5 separate regions of the Mus musculus genome follow, and all the other regions are linked to region 5. The links are chromatin contacts, called in public HiChIP or PLAC-seq and promoter capture Hi-C maps. All regions are on one chromosome and are shown on one strand. The core of a region is the stretch at or near the end of the contact, and the rest is flanking DNA. Distances in the headings are between cores, read along the strand shown.

Region 1 (2,700 bases), core at 1-2,500, 890 kb before region 5:
CAGGTACAGGAGAGATGTGGCCATGAAGGACAATACCAAAGAGGTGCTGCCACCATGCTGGACCCCAGGTGTGGCCATGATACATCTTATTGAAATCTGTAGGACTGTACCTCACAGGGAAGGGAAATCAGGCATTCTCACAGACCTGGACACTCAGAGTCAGCTTCTCGGTCAGACTGATGATACCCTGTCACTAACACAGCATGCGTGAGCAGGAGCCGAGAGGGACGTGTGAGGCCCGTGGGTCTGATGATGACTTGGGAAGAGGTCTTGACACGGGGCAGGGAGGTGAGACAGACAGTAGATGGGGCCTGTGTGATTGAAAGGCAGGGATTTGGATGAGAAAGAAGCCTGGTCCCTGGGGCCTGTGAGCAGGTAGATGCCAGCTGGACCAAGTAGGAATGTGTCTTCTGTTGTGACTTTGCAACTGTGTTGCTTCACTTTGAGCAAACTGTTACTTCCAATCGGATAATGGCATTCGCTAGACTATAGGCAGACTGGAATAGGATCTGTGTGCAATTCCTCTTACATGGATAGCATTCTGATGCATCCCTCACGAAGCAGTAAGTGAATGACAGCTGGCACCAGAGCACTTTAATCCTCACGGGCCTTTACAGTGCTGCGTTCTGTTAATGAATGTGTGTTCATTAGTGCAGCTGCCTTCCAGCCATTGGGAAGCAGGGTGTGTGCTCTACCAACATGAGTAGAGTCTGTCACCAGGCTATTTGTGTGGCTCTCCTCAGGAGAAAGTCCCTAAAAGTGAGTCATGGCGATGGGTCACGTCCTATTTCATTGGTCTTTGAAACCAAAGCCTATGGCATGTCCTCTTGATGGTATCTACAGGAAATACCAGGGATGCCAGGGCAGATCTGGGAGAAGAGCACGCATCTGCCACGCTAAGCCACCAGGCAGCCACTCAATGGGTGTGTTTGCAGCACCATGGAGACCACGCTGGTCATTTCCCAGGGAACACAGTCCAAATCCAGAGCCCTGATCTGGATGGAAATACCGAGAATGCTAGGAAAGCAGATTGCTACATTAAGCCGGGCCTCAGTTTCCCCATCTGTGAGACAGAAGCCAGCACCACAACCTGGTGTGAATTTATGACAATCAAGGCCCTTGCTTAGAAGTTACTTCTGTGCCTGTCAGGGTGAAAACGAAAGTTGAAGTCAGCATTTCACTAGGGGGTTCAGCCTCTGAGATCTCTCAGCACAGCATGTTCCTGTGTGGAAGGGACTTTCCTAAAGTGAGGGCTGGGTATTTTAAGCAAAGGCACCCAGCTGTGAGACTACCAGGCTTGTTTCTCCAGTTGCTTCTCACTGGACCTGATTTCACTTGCATTTATTTCTGGAGAGCAGCTTCTAGTCTCTTCCCCTTCCCCTTCCCTTGCCCCTGCTGTTTCACAGCTGCCCTTTCAGCTTCTCCCTCCAATTCCCTGGGTCACAAGTGTTCTGCATCAAGGCGTGCCTGACTAATTAGCATCCATGTGTGATGTTGGGAGAAAGAACCCCAGAGAAAAAGCTGTAGGCCTATTTCTGCCAAATTGGAGTTGACCTAGCTTGGACAACTCTCCAGCATGCTCAGTCTTGACTCTTGATCCAGGTGCCATGGGGTCTTGGAAGAAGCCCCAGGAAGTATAGAGCCCTGTATACTTCCTATTCTAGAAGACAGGAGGGCTTCCTTTGTTTAGCAAGCTTCTTCTAAACTCTCCACCATCTTCAGACTCGAGGTCATGTGTGTCTCCTACCACCATAAGACTTTGCACCAGGGATACAGTGAGCATTTATCTAGTTAGTCATTAGTTATTGAGTGCCTACTGTGTGCAAGGGACTGAACTAAGAGCCAACCAGAGAGACTTATGGGGCAAACAGAATTTTATCCTGCAGGGAACTAAAGTAGGACAAGAAAGGAAACCTGGGCAGCAAAGAAAAGATCTTGACAGCAGCAAAGCAAAGGGCCAGTGAGGAGGCTCTAGGGTTCGAACAGTGGAGCATCTGAGTCCATTCTAAAAAGGACCGGAAACAGGCTCTCAGGGGAACATTTCTACATCAGTGTTTCGCATAGCTAAAAACACCACAGACTCGACTCAAGTACAAACTGATAGATGGGCAGATAAAGAAAGCCAAGCGTTATTCAGCTTCTGAGAGCAAGGGAAATTTGTAATACGCTGTGCGTGCCTCCTGGGGGCCTAGGAGGAGAACAGAAAGGGTGGTTCCTGTTTAGTGGTGTCGGGGTTTGGATTTATGAGAGACAAAGGTTGTAAAGGTGCAGGATAGTGACACATGAGACCTTCTAAGTGTGTGACGTCACTCAACGGTGTTCTTACAAATAGAGGTGGCTGTGTGTCTTTTAGAAGTTAAAAAAGTAGAAAAGGAAAAACATGCATAGTAGAGGAACTCAAAACCCAAACCCTACCTTGTCCCCGTGGGCTCCGTTCATCCCGAGCGAAATGAAGAGAGATTACACTTTGTGGCTTTGTTGCAGGTAATGACAACATATGCAACCCACTTGACACAAGGCAGGAAACAGTGAACAGAAATTGTTATGATCAACTTTGGCTGGCCCATAGTGAATGTCTGAGGAACTTTGATGGTTAGTTCTAACTGTCAACTTGACACAACCTGGGACCATCCAGGAAGAGAGTCTTGGTGAAGGATTAGCTAGAGCAAGGTCGTTTGCAAGTAAATCTATGGGAGAGTG
Region 2 (2,700 bases), core at 121-2,620, 610 kb after region 5:
TAGTTCAAATCCAGAAGCCCAAACCTGACCTGTGTGTGAAGGGCAAAGATCAAGGGTCGAAGGGCTACAAATACACTGCTTCCCCCCACCCCCACCCCCACACACTCCTTTGATCCTCTTTTTCCTCTGGGCCAAAATGGGAAAATGTGCCAGGCTTCTTATCCTTCCTTCAGAAAAGCCCAATTGGGCTGCCGGTGGGTGTGCGAACCTACACCGGTTCCACACAATTTTCTGTGAACTCCAGGGGTTTTGCAGAAGGCTGGGACACAGGGACTCTATTTCTCAGGCACCCCTAAAGTCTGCACGTATGCAGAAGGCGCAGTGCTGTCCGGTCGGTACAGTCTCCCCTCCCTGCTGGGCCATTCAAAGCTCCCCCCACCACAGCGGGGTCACTCACCACCCGTGAGCTGTGCAGGGCCAAAGCACAGCGCCAGTTGAAACCACAGGATCACGGCCAAGAGTCTCTGGGGGGACTGAGGCTGCTGTTGCTGCAGCTGCTGCTCTAGAAATCCATCTCCATTGCTCGGGTTCATTCCATGATACATCTTTCATCCACAGAGGGCATCCAGCTTGCGAGAGTCTGCAACCAGGAGCGGAACACGACAATACCCCGGGGTTGCCCGGGCTCTGGGGCCAAGCTCTCCCTCCTCCACCCTGGGGGCCCGGTGCCTGGGCTTTGCGGGCTCCATCCCATCCCATCCCTGTTCGCCCCTGCGCAGCCCCCGCCCCCTTTCCCACAGCGAGATCCTCCCTGCCACCCCCCATGCAGGGTCCAGAGAGTAGCAGCCACCATGGGATACTGCGCGTGCGGGAGGGATGGAGGAGGGGAGAGAGGACAGGGGTTAGTGCACACTGGCTCTGTGCTGGTCCCCGGGATTCAGCGGCTCTGATCATGACAGGAAAGTCTAAAGCCTTATAGCATCAAGCGGCTGAGAAAACACTTTTCCCCGGGCCTGTACATTTCACTCTGAGGAATCTCACAATGTGCCCCCTGCTGCCCCTGGATACTTCTCTGCTTTTCCAAGGATTGGGAGGCTCCTATTGCCCCAGTCCCTTATGAAATCTGAGCTGTTATTTTTATTTTAAAAATTCCTCCCTTAGGGGAGCTGAGCCAGGAGCCAACTCGCCCAGCCCGGCCTGCGCACGCCTCCCCGGGGCAGGCAAGCCCCTTCCGGGCTCCGGCTCTTACCTGTGGGTCTCATGCATGCAGCTTCCTTCCCTCCTCCGCCTCCTCCCCCCGCCAGTCTAACCCGCATCTGTGCGCGACCTCTGCTGCCGCCTCTGCGCGAGCAAGCAAGCGAGCGAGCGAGCAAGACAGAGGAGCGAGCGAGCGAGCGAGACGGAAGCCTCGGCGGCTGCCGGGCTACACCGCCCCCGCCCGTCCCGCCGCGCGCTCCCTCCCCGGGCTCCCCCGAGTGGCCGGGGGCGGGGGTGACGAGGGCCACGGCTGCCGGGCTGCGCGCGCCCGCTACCTGAGCTCGGGAGCGCGCGGCGGCGGCGCGGAGAGGGGGAGGAAGGGACGAGGCCCGGGCGCGCGCGGGAAGGGCAGGGGCGCGCGGGCCTGCACGCGCCTCGGCGGGTCCCAGCCAGCGCCGGTAGCAGGGGTAAGGGGATGGCGTGGGCGGAGGAGGACGCCGTGGCCAATGGGAAGCCGGCGCGCCTGCACCTGTCGGGCACGAGTCGCCAGGCGGCGGCACACACGCACACGCATTCACACACGCGCATACGCGTATGCACGCACACATACCCAGGCACACGCACGCGCACACACCGCAGGTCTGCGCCGCGATCCTTCACCAGTGGCCTCTGGAGCCCTTAGCCCCGTGTGTGCCACCAGAGGCTGTGACCTCGAAGGTGGAGGTGGACAGGATGATCCCACCCAGGACCATCACCGATGACAGGGTTAACTTGAATGGGGCGGTGTAAGCACAACCCTTGCTGCTAAAACCTCAAGTTCTTGGTGACCCCGAACATCTCCACGGGTGTGAGCTTCCCCTAGAGCCCAGTGGACAGCCCGAGGAGGCTGGGTCTCTGTCTCCCGTCCCTTGCACCGTCGGCATTTTCCCTCTTGGCTGCCTTGGAGATAGACGCAAGCATCTCTCGGAGCTTTCTCTTGAGAGGCTCTCCCTCAGGGAGACAAGTGACCGGGCAGTGAGATGATGGGTGCCAATGCGGGAAAGCTGGATATCACCGGAAGCTTATTTCCTTTGGGTAAGAACCCGAAAGGATCAGGGGTCCCCAGGAAAGAACGTTCCCCTGGTCAGCGGTCCCTTCCTGGTGTCTTAAGTTCAGCCTGCTGCTAGCTCTGTTCTCCCAACCTTTGCTGTTCCCCAGCAAGCTAGACCTCCCTCTGAGGTCTGGGCCGGCTCCTAGGGTACTTGTGTGAGCCTTGGTGATTAAGGGGTGTGCCTTAATGAGGTAGGGCCGGCAGGCAGTATTTTTGAACCACTGGATCCCCATTATTCTGTAGCAATTTGTGGATATGAAAAACCATGTTTCTGATACAGCCACCAAATCATCTCGTCCTTCTATCGACTTTCCCAAAATCTCACATACTGAAGGTAGTTTGGAAATTACAGCTTTTACCGTGTTGGCTTTTACTGCGAGTAATTTTAACAAATTCTTGCAGGAGAAATTAGCTTTTAGTAGATAAATCTAGTTCAATGTTGTTGATTTTTTTTTTCGATTTGTAAAATTGAG
Region 3 (2,888 bases), core at 84-2,583, 880 kb before region 5:
AATGCACCTGAGATGATTGATGGGTAAAGAGAAAAGCTCTATTTCGGGCTTGCCCTTCTGGGGTTCCAGTTCAAGGTTAAAAGGCTCTCTTACTTTGAGCCTCTGGCAAGGGTGATAATCATGGCGGGATCATGTGTTGGAGAAACTGCATAGACCATGAGTCAGCAGGCAACAGTATCAGTAGGGAAGTCTGGGGTGCCAGCTCCAAAAGAATTGCCCCAACAGTGACACCTTGAAGTCAAGCCTTTAACACTGTACATTTGGGGCACACTCCTTTAGACCACAGATAAATGCAAAAAAGGGAGTTATTAGGACTGTAGCCCAGAGTGTTACGCAACTGCCCACTGCTTAAGGTGTAGATCAGACCTTAACACAACATCAGATGTAACAGGAACAATCAGACTCCCCAATTCAGCTGTCCAGAGTTGTTTAAAATTTACATAAGCCTTTAGCTCAAAAGTATACTTAGTGACTTTTAACTAAGGACGGATGGCGGTTTAAAATAGCATTTACTTCATTTGGGGTGGGGATATTTCATTTCAGAGTACCAGGGTGTGGCTGGGTATATGCATCTGATTTGATCCAGGTCCAGTCCTCATCCCCGAATACGGCAAAATATTAAAATAAGAAATATTAAAATAAGAAAGCCAAGCTGCCATGGAGACCTGGAAGAGGCCACCTGTCACAGCATTTTTAAAAAGTAGCGACTTAGGTCATGGTTGAATCAGGGAGATCATGTTTGCTAAATTTTTCATCTTTTGTTAGTTTAAAAAACCCCAACAACAACCATGTTTGTTGCTGCTGTTTATATGTGCGAATGAGTATACCCACGTGCTCGTAGGTGCTCCGAGCAGCCAGAAGAGGGTGTTGGATCCCTTGGACCTGGAGTCACAGGGTGTCGGGCTGGGAACTAGACTCTGGAGAAGAGCAGTAAGCACCCTTAATTGTCGAGCCATCCCTCCAGCTGGAAAGAGTTTATTCTTACAGGGCAGGCGTTACTAATGAGGCGCTTAAGAAGGAAAGAAATTCGCTTTGTGTATAAGTGTTTCTACTGGAAGTGTTTCTCCCTCTAAAATCAAAGAAGAGTAAAAGCCGTTTTCACGGAATATGCTTTAAAACTGAATAGCTGGTAGCAGGATTCCGCCCTACCCCCAGCCCCCCGGCCCCAAATTCCCAAACGTATACAACTTCCTTTCTCTTCTAAAACATAAATCATAATTTGCGCTCTCTTTATGGGGCTTCTGCCTTTTGTCAAATTAACAGCTCTGGAAAAGAAGCACATACTTTCAGCTGACCTGCAGTTGGACCTAACATTTCTTCCCCAAACTATTCTCAAACATTTTAGTCACGGGGGAAAGGACGCACTTTTAGACTCTGCTGTGTGTGGCCCGGATCCTGCGCTTGGCCCCTTGAGCTGTTTAATCGCTCAGCCTCTCGGGGGCTGCTCTCGGCTAATGAATCCTTACCTCTACCTTTCCCATTCCTCTTAATGAGCGCTAATAAAGTGCATTTAACTCTACTAATGCAACCAAAACTCACTGTTATTTCATTGTATCTACTTAATAAGAACCCTGTTCAATATCAAATTACAGCCTGCTGGGCCAAAGCATTATGGGGGCGGAAGTGGGACCGTGAGACGGGAATATCGAGTGCCCTAATTCGGGCATGCTTCTTAATACACCCTGCAGTATGATACGATTGCTTAATTCATTTAGCCCGGCTAGTTTGATCCCACAGCCAACTGCTGTGTAAAATTTACTGCAGTGCTAGGCAACAGTCCCACCACACAAGCTAAAATACAGTATCGCTTTTCTTGGGACCAAGCTATTAACAGTTGTTTGGGGGAGAGGCAATCTGCAATGGAGCAGATACAGTTACAAGAAGGAAGATGCCTTGGGCTGCCCTGCCCTCCGTTTCTGAAAGAGTTAGAACAAATCCAATTTGTATTAATAAAAAAACAAAATTCCCCTAATTTTCATGGCATCACCTCGGGGCTACTTTGATTTCAGATTTGTCTAAAATGAGCGGTGACCTCTGCATTCCTCACTATCTCAGTTATGGATTTCTCTGGCTTCTTTAAAGCCAGACTTTCCCACAAGCACTTCTGTAGCAAGTATGTAGGAAAAGGTTTGTGTATTGGATTTTGTTAGAGTGACAAACACATCTTCAGTGGCCTTACTTTTTTTTCTTCTCCTCTCCTCTCCTCTCCTCTCCTCTCCTCTCCTCTCCTCTCCTCTCCTCTCCTCTCCTCTTCTTTCTCTCTTTCTCTCTTTCTCTCTTTCTCTCTTTCTCTCTTTCTCTCTTTCTCTCTTTCTCTCTTTCTCTCTTTCTCTCTTTCTCTCTTTCTCTCTTTCTCTTTCTCTCTCTCTCTCTCTCTCTCTCTCTCTCTTTCTTTTTATATAGAATAGAGTTTATTCAGGGCATGGGGAGGGGAGTTAAGAGAGTAGCAGAGGCAGAGAAAGGCAGAGAGAAGGAGAGAGCAGAGAAATAGGGGCTGGCCATGATCACGTGGAGAGAAGGGGGAAGGAAATGGGGAGCAAGGGGACAAGAGGCAAGAGAGAGGCAAGAGAGTAAGAGAGCGAGAGCATGTCCTTAGTTTCAGACTAGAGCGAGCACCTTTATTCTGGGCTTCCCTGTCTGATATTTAGACAATGTTTATGGATTCACACCACTATAAAGGATCCTGGCTGGAGACATTTTCAGCTGTACTGTTCTTTGCAGGTTCTACTCACTCTGAAGACCTGTGTATTAAGCCCATACATACTTTGATACGGTGATTGATGCTTGATGCCATAGATGTTTGAAGGAGCTAAAGGGAAATTGTGACTTACCCATGCATTTATAAAAGAAAAAGAAGAAAAAGAAAAATTGAAGTTAAAAAGAGGTGT
Region 4 (2,700 bases), core at 121-2,620, 680 kb before region 5:
TTAGAAACCCATTTTCCAGGGTGGCCCTATCACGTGCCTTGAGGAGTCAAACTTTCTAGGAGCTTGGTGACCTAAGAAGGCTTTGCTGGACTGGACTAGTCTGAGCAAAGCTAAAAACTAATGGCCTTGGAGGTGGGGGTGGGGGTGGGGGGACCTTGTCTATTTTAAGCCAGGAAGGAGAAAGCAAAACAAAATAGACCAAAAATAACCATACAAGACCATGGCTAAAATATCCAAACAGGGGTGTCCACAGAAAAGGCGCTGTTGGATATGACACCATATTTTTGAAACAAAGTGAGACACGCCACAAGTATGAATCCTAACAATGCAAATGACCAAGTAATGCAAATCCCTTACTTAGGGTTTTCCCACACAGTGCTTTCCTTACTGGAACAAAATCTCAACATCAATATTCAAGAATTTCTTGTAAGAAAGAGGCCAGCATGCTGGGCCACCACACCCCTCAGGTGACACCTAGGAGTTGAAATAGAGGGGGCCTCCAAAGGTGGGAAGGTCTTGGGCCTAGAAATATCACAGGTCTTCCTGCTGACCTGGAAGCCTTGCAGTCTAAAGCAGTCTTCCCAAGACCACATCATTTTGTAAGACTAGAGTGAAGGCTGCCTCTTGTCTCCAAGGAAATGGGGTTAGGGAAACAAGTCTTGCTATCTTACCAAGTGCTACGGTGTTCTCTCACCACCAGGGCCTTCAAGCAGACACTGGGTGCTTTCATCTCAGAATACTGCAATGCAGCTCTGACACAGCTCTGACAGCGACTCCAAGATTGACTCTTACAGAAAGCCACCACAATCCCCAACAGCGTTGGCCTCACTGCCAGTTGTAAGTGTGGTGTCTCTCAGGCCTCTGACACCTCTGACTAAATTGTCACTAGTTCTTTGCTTCCCCATAATACCCGGGGTTCAAGAATCCACTAGGATGATTCGCTGAACTCAGGAAAGCACTTTTGTTTGTGCTAATTAATGGCTTCACTATAAAGGATGCAAGCCAGGGCCAGCAAAATGAAAGCTGCACAACGTAGGCCCTAGTATTCCACACCGTGCACTTCTCTGTTCAGTCGTGTGAAATGAAGACACTCTATTTACCCTGCTGGCATGTCCCTGTGTGCAAGGAGGATGCCTGCCTGAGCTTCGAGGGCCAGGCTTCTGTGTTCTTCAGGATCATGTTTCACTAGGTGCAACTGGACTTGATTCATCATCAGCCCCGTGTCTGAACTTAATCCTCAGTCCAGCTTGCCTCTTCTGCGGAGGCTGGCTACATTCCAAGCTTCCGGGCCAGTCACAGGGCTGGCCCTTCTGATAGATGACCAGCTTGTCCCCTGAGTCATCTCATTAACATAAACTCAGGTGTGAGCCAAGGGGCTCTGCAGGAGCAGCTCAGGCACTCTTATCTCTCTGTAGATTCCAGAGGGTGAGAGATCATCTCCCACAACTCAGGGACAGAGGGCAGAAAAAAAAATCAATTTACAAGTCCATAGCCATAAATGTTGTGGACCTGGGAGTCAGCCTAGACTTCAGGCGACTTCGGTGTGACTCCAAGTGATTCTGTGAACCACTCTCAGCCTCTATTTTCTCATCTTAGAAAGAAATGATAACTTATCATTATACAAAGATTGGCCTCACTGGATAGAAATGTCAGCAGGATACTACATGGCAAGACTATTTTTTCTAGTCACTACCCTGAAATGTAAAGGGAAACAGGCCAAAATTAACACTAATAACATATTTGACCAAATTATGGTTTCAACATGCAGCTGAGTCTTTCACACTGCAACCCAAGAAGGGTTTCTGAAATCTGATAAGTATGATTCAGAGCTGCTTCAACTAGCTCTAGCGACCAGAATCAGGCAGGGCATAGCTACCAGGAGACAACAGCTCAGGTAAAGGTGATGTCCCCATTCAAGGAGTCCCTGCTGAGTGCCAAAGTCATTACTATCTGGCCATGTTAACAGAAAGGAGCATGTGTTTGTATGTGCAAGCATGTGTTCACATGGACAGAGTTAGCAACCAGTAACAGAAAATGATGGTTCTACAAGCTGCATTGCACCAGAAAGTGAGCTGTCTCCCCATAGATGAAATAGCCACTTTTCTCCAGAAAAGAACACTCCACCCCATTATCTGACAAGAGTTCTGTTCCCAAGTTTGTACATCACATCAGCACACACTGCAATCCTTAACAAAACAAAGCCACCACGGATAATGGCTTTTGATGGGCAAAGACCCCTGGAAGACACCATGTGGCCAGATCTGAAAGATTTGAGAGCTCTGAAGAGCTCTGGGAAGGTAAGGAAGAAAAGCTGAAGGAAGGAAGGAGCTGGGACCTGCTGAGTCACAAAATGATGTCCATGGACCTCAAGGGTTAATGTCAGAGCCACCAGCCACCACCAGTCAGTCCCAGCCAGCCAGGAATCCCACTCCACAGTGTGGAAAAGCTGTTCACTGAGAACCAGGAAAGCAGAGGTCCCTCGGAGATGAATGTCAAGGTCATGATTTGGACAACTTTGGAGCATCTGGTTCTCAGGCCTCAGAACGTTTTCCAAACGTTTTATAGAAGATGTGGAAGGTGGGCTGGGGAGACCGCCCAGTAGTCAAATGCAAGCAGAAGAGGCATGAGGACGTGAGTTTGCACTCCTTGGCAACCACGTGAAAGCCAGGTATAGGTACACACCTCAGGGGTTGGCTGGGG
Region 5 (2,799 bases), core at 118-2,617:
TATTTTATCCGTCTTTTTCTACCAATGGAATGTTATTTAATTCTATTCTGTAGACATAAGAAGACGTTTAAATTACTTTGGTGTGCTTTCATACCCCGGTGGCACCCAGAACAACAGGAAACAGTGGGGTGAGAATGTAGTCGCTCTGACAGATATGTCCCCATCTAACAATAAACGTATCTGCAGATTTGGTGTTGAGGATGCTGCTGTGGGGAGAGCACTAGAGGTCTGAAAGAACTCCATGGAGTCTGTGTGTGTGTGTGTGTGTGTGTGTGTGTGTGTGTTTACATCGGGACTGTGGTTCATGCAGCAGATTGTTGTTGAGCACATCACAAGACCCGGGTACCTCCCTAGGCAATGAAGAACAAGCGGAAACAAAACAAGTTAGAGTGGGGATGTAGCTCAGCACTGTCGGTGAGCACGCCCAGACTCCAGCACCACATAAACAATAGCTCCTATAGAGTTATTTGAGGGGTGGGAGGAGTGGGCTGCTCTATTTGAGTGAACCTAACAGAAGAGGGGAAGAAAGCCAGGAAACAGGATAAAGGGACAGAGAGACAGGGCAGTCTGTGGTAAAGCCATTGCATGTTACTTGGAAATACGGAGTTATAAGGAAGCTTAAGGAGAACATTGAGACAGTAGCTATTGGCAACATGAGGGCATTCGGGTGTGCCACGGAGTGGGTCTGGCCTACAGTTCTGTCAAAGGAGATGGAAGCTGAACACGTTGGTGCTAGACTAAATGACTTTATGTTCTTATGTCCTTTATGGACAGCGACAGGAATCTGAAGATCGTGGGCAGAGGATCACTGTCCACCACCCCTCTCCTTAAAGGATGACACTTTCTAATTTACTGTCTCACCCACTACTCCACTGAACTAAAAGAGAGCCATGGAGGTCCCAAAGAACCCCATGGAGTTTGAAGTGTGTGTGTTAGGGTCGGGGGTTGTGCATGGATCAGTTACACACTGTGTCCAGTCCTGTGTGGGACTTGGCGGTTCAGAACTAAAAGCGGTAGTTGGAAGAAGTGATGGAGAGAGATGGCTGTTTAGCATGGACCAGAAATCCGAAGCTGTAGGAGGAAGACGAAAAACCTGTTGGGATGGCGCTGAGATGCGGAGTGACGAACCTGGTGACGCGGAGGGTCGTCTGTGAAGGCGCCCGAGTCGAGGCTTGCGATTGGGCGAGGGGAAGGTGCCTCTGACGGTCGTCAAGGTAGCAGTTCGGGAGGGACGCCAAGGCCTCCTCCAAGTCACCGCGCATCCCTTGCTGAGCCCTTGCTGACGTGTCACTCGCAGCAGCCCGCCTCTTGGGCGCCTCCCCCGGCACCGCCCGCTCCTGCCCCGCCCCCGACACCGCCCGCCGGCGGCCTCCGCGTCACCCGGGCCCGCGGTGGCCACAACATGGCTGCGGCGCCGGGGCTGCTCTTCTGGCTGTTCGTGCTGGGGGCGCTCTGGTGGGTCCCGGGCCAGTCGGATCTCAGCCACGGACGGCGTTTCTCGGACCTCAAAGTGTGCGGGGACGAAGAGTGCAGCAGTGAGTCCGGGGTGGCGGGGCGGGCGGCCGGTTCCCGGGTGGCTGCGGTGGCTGCGCGGGTCGGAGTCCCACAGCCGGCACCTGGCCTAGGGGGTCGCAGGCCCGCGGAGCCCGCGCTGGTACGCTTTACTCGGCTATCGCCCGGCTAGCCCTGCCATAGAGGCCGTGCCTACCACTTGTTGCCGGATTTGCTCTCTGCTCCTCTGACCCTGCCGGGGGGCGCCGCAGACCCAGCCGGGTTTCCAGGGTGCTGCTCTCTGCTTCCTTATCCCCGCACTCCCCTTGGGCTCCCAGGGTGATGGGGTGGCTCGCCCCCGCATCCTGGGCGCCCCATGCTGCAGCCAAGAGCGTTTTAACGCCGGCCGCGGGGACCTGGGTCCACTCAAGACCGAGATCCACGCGCTTAGAGATCTGGGGCGCAATCCTAGCGGCCGATTGACGGCGGGGTTCCTCCAGAAGGCACCTCGGCGCTGCCCTCTTGGCTGCATTGGGACCAGCTCACATCATCTTTGGAACCAGAGGAACTGGAGTTTAGGTTTGGGATGAATCCCGAGGCCAAGCAAGCAGTGCATTCTGTGGTCTCCCCGGTTTTCTCCTTCAGTCCCGTCGCTCTTTTGCATAGAAGCCTTTTGCCAGCTCCCAAGCAGGGCTGCGGGAAGGTCAAAATCTTTCGTTCTTTAACCAGCCAAGTTACTGCACCTGTCACTACCTGAGAACCGCAGCCGCCTTCTCTGTGCGCAGTCGCGCCCTAGTCCTAGGTTGGAGGTGCCAGGGTTGGAGGTGGGCCATGGGGAAGGTTAGGATTAGAAGAGGGCTACTACTGTAACGGTGATAATAAATACTCCAAGGGTCTCAGGAACCCGTCCAGCCCTTTCCTTAGTTCCCTATGTTGCTGGGACTTACTCCTACCCAGAATAATACTGTTTTTAGGTTGGTTTCCAGAAACTGTAACTCACTGACGATGTCCTTCACAAATCACAGCAGTCCATTCAGAAAAGTATTCATTCTAAAAGACTAAGAAGAGTGCAGGTTAGCCATTTGTATTTCAATTGGTGTTATGAAAAAAAAAAGGAAAAAGCAAAATGCATAACTTGAATGGTTTACTCCAATACCATTAAAGAAAAAAAAGGGGCGCCTGTAATTTATGTCGCTGAGATTCTAGGTCCTAGCTGTAACCCAGGGCCACTGTAAATAAACAGCGAAGGTAAAGCAACCACGAAGGTAAAGGCACCACGGCGACTTCTCCCTTTCATGCCCTACTACC

Evidence for each region. Promoter capture Hi-C pulls out the DNA fragments that hold promoters and counts their contacts. HiChIP or PLAC-seq counts read pairs in DNA pulled down with a chosen protein or histone mark.
Region 1: a contact with region 5 is called in a FOXA1 HiChIP or PLAC-seq map of pancreatic cancer cells. The contact joins the enhancer-like site here to the promoter of Mia3 in region 5. A contact is called at or near these places in 2 of 39 promoter capture datasets (the 3T3-L1 cell line and the C10 cell line), 1 of 15 datasets of contacts at CTCF or cohesin (large pre-B cells) and 4 of 115 datasets of contacts at active chromatin or transcription factors (astrocytes, large pre-B cells, pancreatic cancer cells and 1 more).
Region 2: a promoter capture Hi-C map of embryonic stem cells shows a contact between it and region 5, with 11 times the contacts expected there. The contact joins the promoter of Susd4 here to the promoter of Mia3 in region 5. A contact is called at or near these places in 6 of 39 promoter capture datasets (embryonic stem cells, hippocampal neurons, liver and 2 more) and 1 of 115 datasets of contacts at active chromatin or transcription factors (embryonic stem cells).
Region 3: a contact with region 5 is called in an H3K4me3 HiChIP or PLAC-seq map of embryonic limb bud, with 5 times the contacts expected there. The contact joins the enhancer-like site here to the promoter of Mia3 in region 5. A contact is called at or near these places in 2 of 39 promoter capture datasets (the 3T3-L1 cell line and the C10 cell line), 4 of 484 Hi-C or Micro-C datasets (the N1E-115 cell line, adipose-derived mesenchymal stem cells, brown adipocytes and 1 more) and 4 of 115 datasets of contacts at active chromatin or transcription factors (bone marrow-derived macrophages, embryonic forebrain, embryonic limb bud and 1 more).
Region 4: a FOXA1 HiChIP or PLAC-seq map of pancreatic cancer cells shows a contact between it and region 5. The contact joins the enhancer-like site here to the promoter of Mia3 in region 5. A contact is called at or near these places in 1 of 484 Hi-C or Micro-C datasets (stem cell-derived neural stem cells), 7 of 115 datasets of contacts at active chromatin or transcription factors (the 230-238 cell line, the NIH/3T3 cell line, the SCID.adh cell line and 3 more) and 2 of 9 other capture datasets (embryonic tail and embryonic trunk).

What each region holds. Positions count from the first base shown.
Region 1 is chr1:184,259,466-184,262,165 of GRCm38.p6, reverse strand. No RefSeq gene overlaps it. Among named protein-coding and RNA genes, the nearest start is that of Gm34177, 69 kb to the left of the region's middle. Within about 2 kb of position 1,250, at least 82 of the 459 cell types and tissues checked have an H3K27ac peak or open chromatin away from gene starts, as enhancers often do. A contact at or near this core is called in pancreatic cancer cells, where this site is marked.
Region 2 is chr1:182,762,886-182,765,585 of GRCm38.p6, reverse strand. Susd4 (sushi domain containing 4) reads right to left here and starts at 1,370. Exons shown (of 9, transcript NM_001356461.1): 1 at 1,190-1,370; 2 at 398-580. The coding sequence starts at 545.
Region 3 is chr1:184,243,351-184,246,238 of GRCm38.p6, reverse strand. No RefSeq gene overlaps it. Among named protein-coding and RNA genes, the nearest start is that of Gm34177, 85 kb to the left of the region's middle. Within about 2 kb of position 1,333, at least 19 of the 459 cell types and tissues checked have an H3K27ac peak or open chromatin away from gene starts, as enhancers often do. A contact at or near this core is called in embryonic limb bud, where this site is marked.
Region 4 is chr1:184,050,556-184,053,255 of GRCm38.p6, reverse strand. All of the region lies in intron 2 of Dusp10 (dual specificity phosphatase 10), which reads right to left. Among named protein-coding and RNA genes, the nearest start is that of Dusp10, 18 kb to the right of the region's middle. Within about 2 kb of position 1,370, at least 114 of the 459 cell types and tissues checked have an H3K27ac peak or open chromatin away from gene starts, as enhancers often do. A contact at or near this core is called in the NIH/3T3 cell line, pancreatic cancer cells and stem cell-derived neural stem cells, where this site is marked.
Region 5 is chr1:183,368,133-183,370,931 of GRCm38.p6, reverse strand. It overlaps Mia3 (melanoma inhibitory activity 3), which reads left to right and starts at 1,367. Exons shown (of 26, transcript NM_177389.3): 1 at 1,367-1,535. The coding sequence starts at 1,403.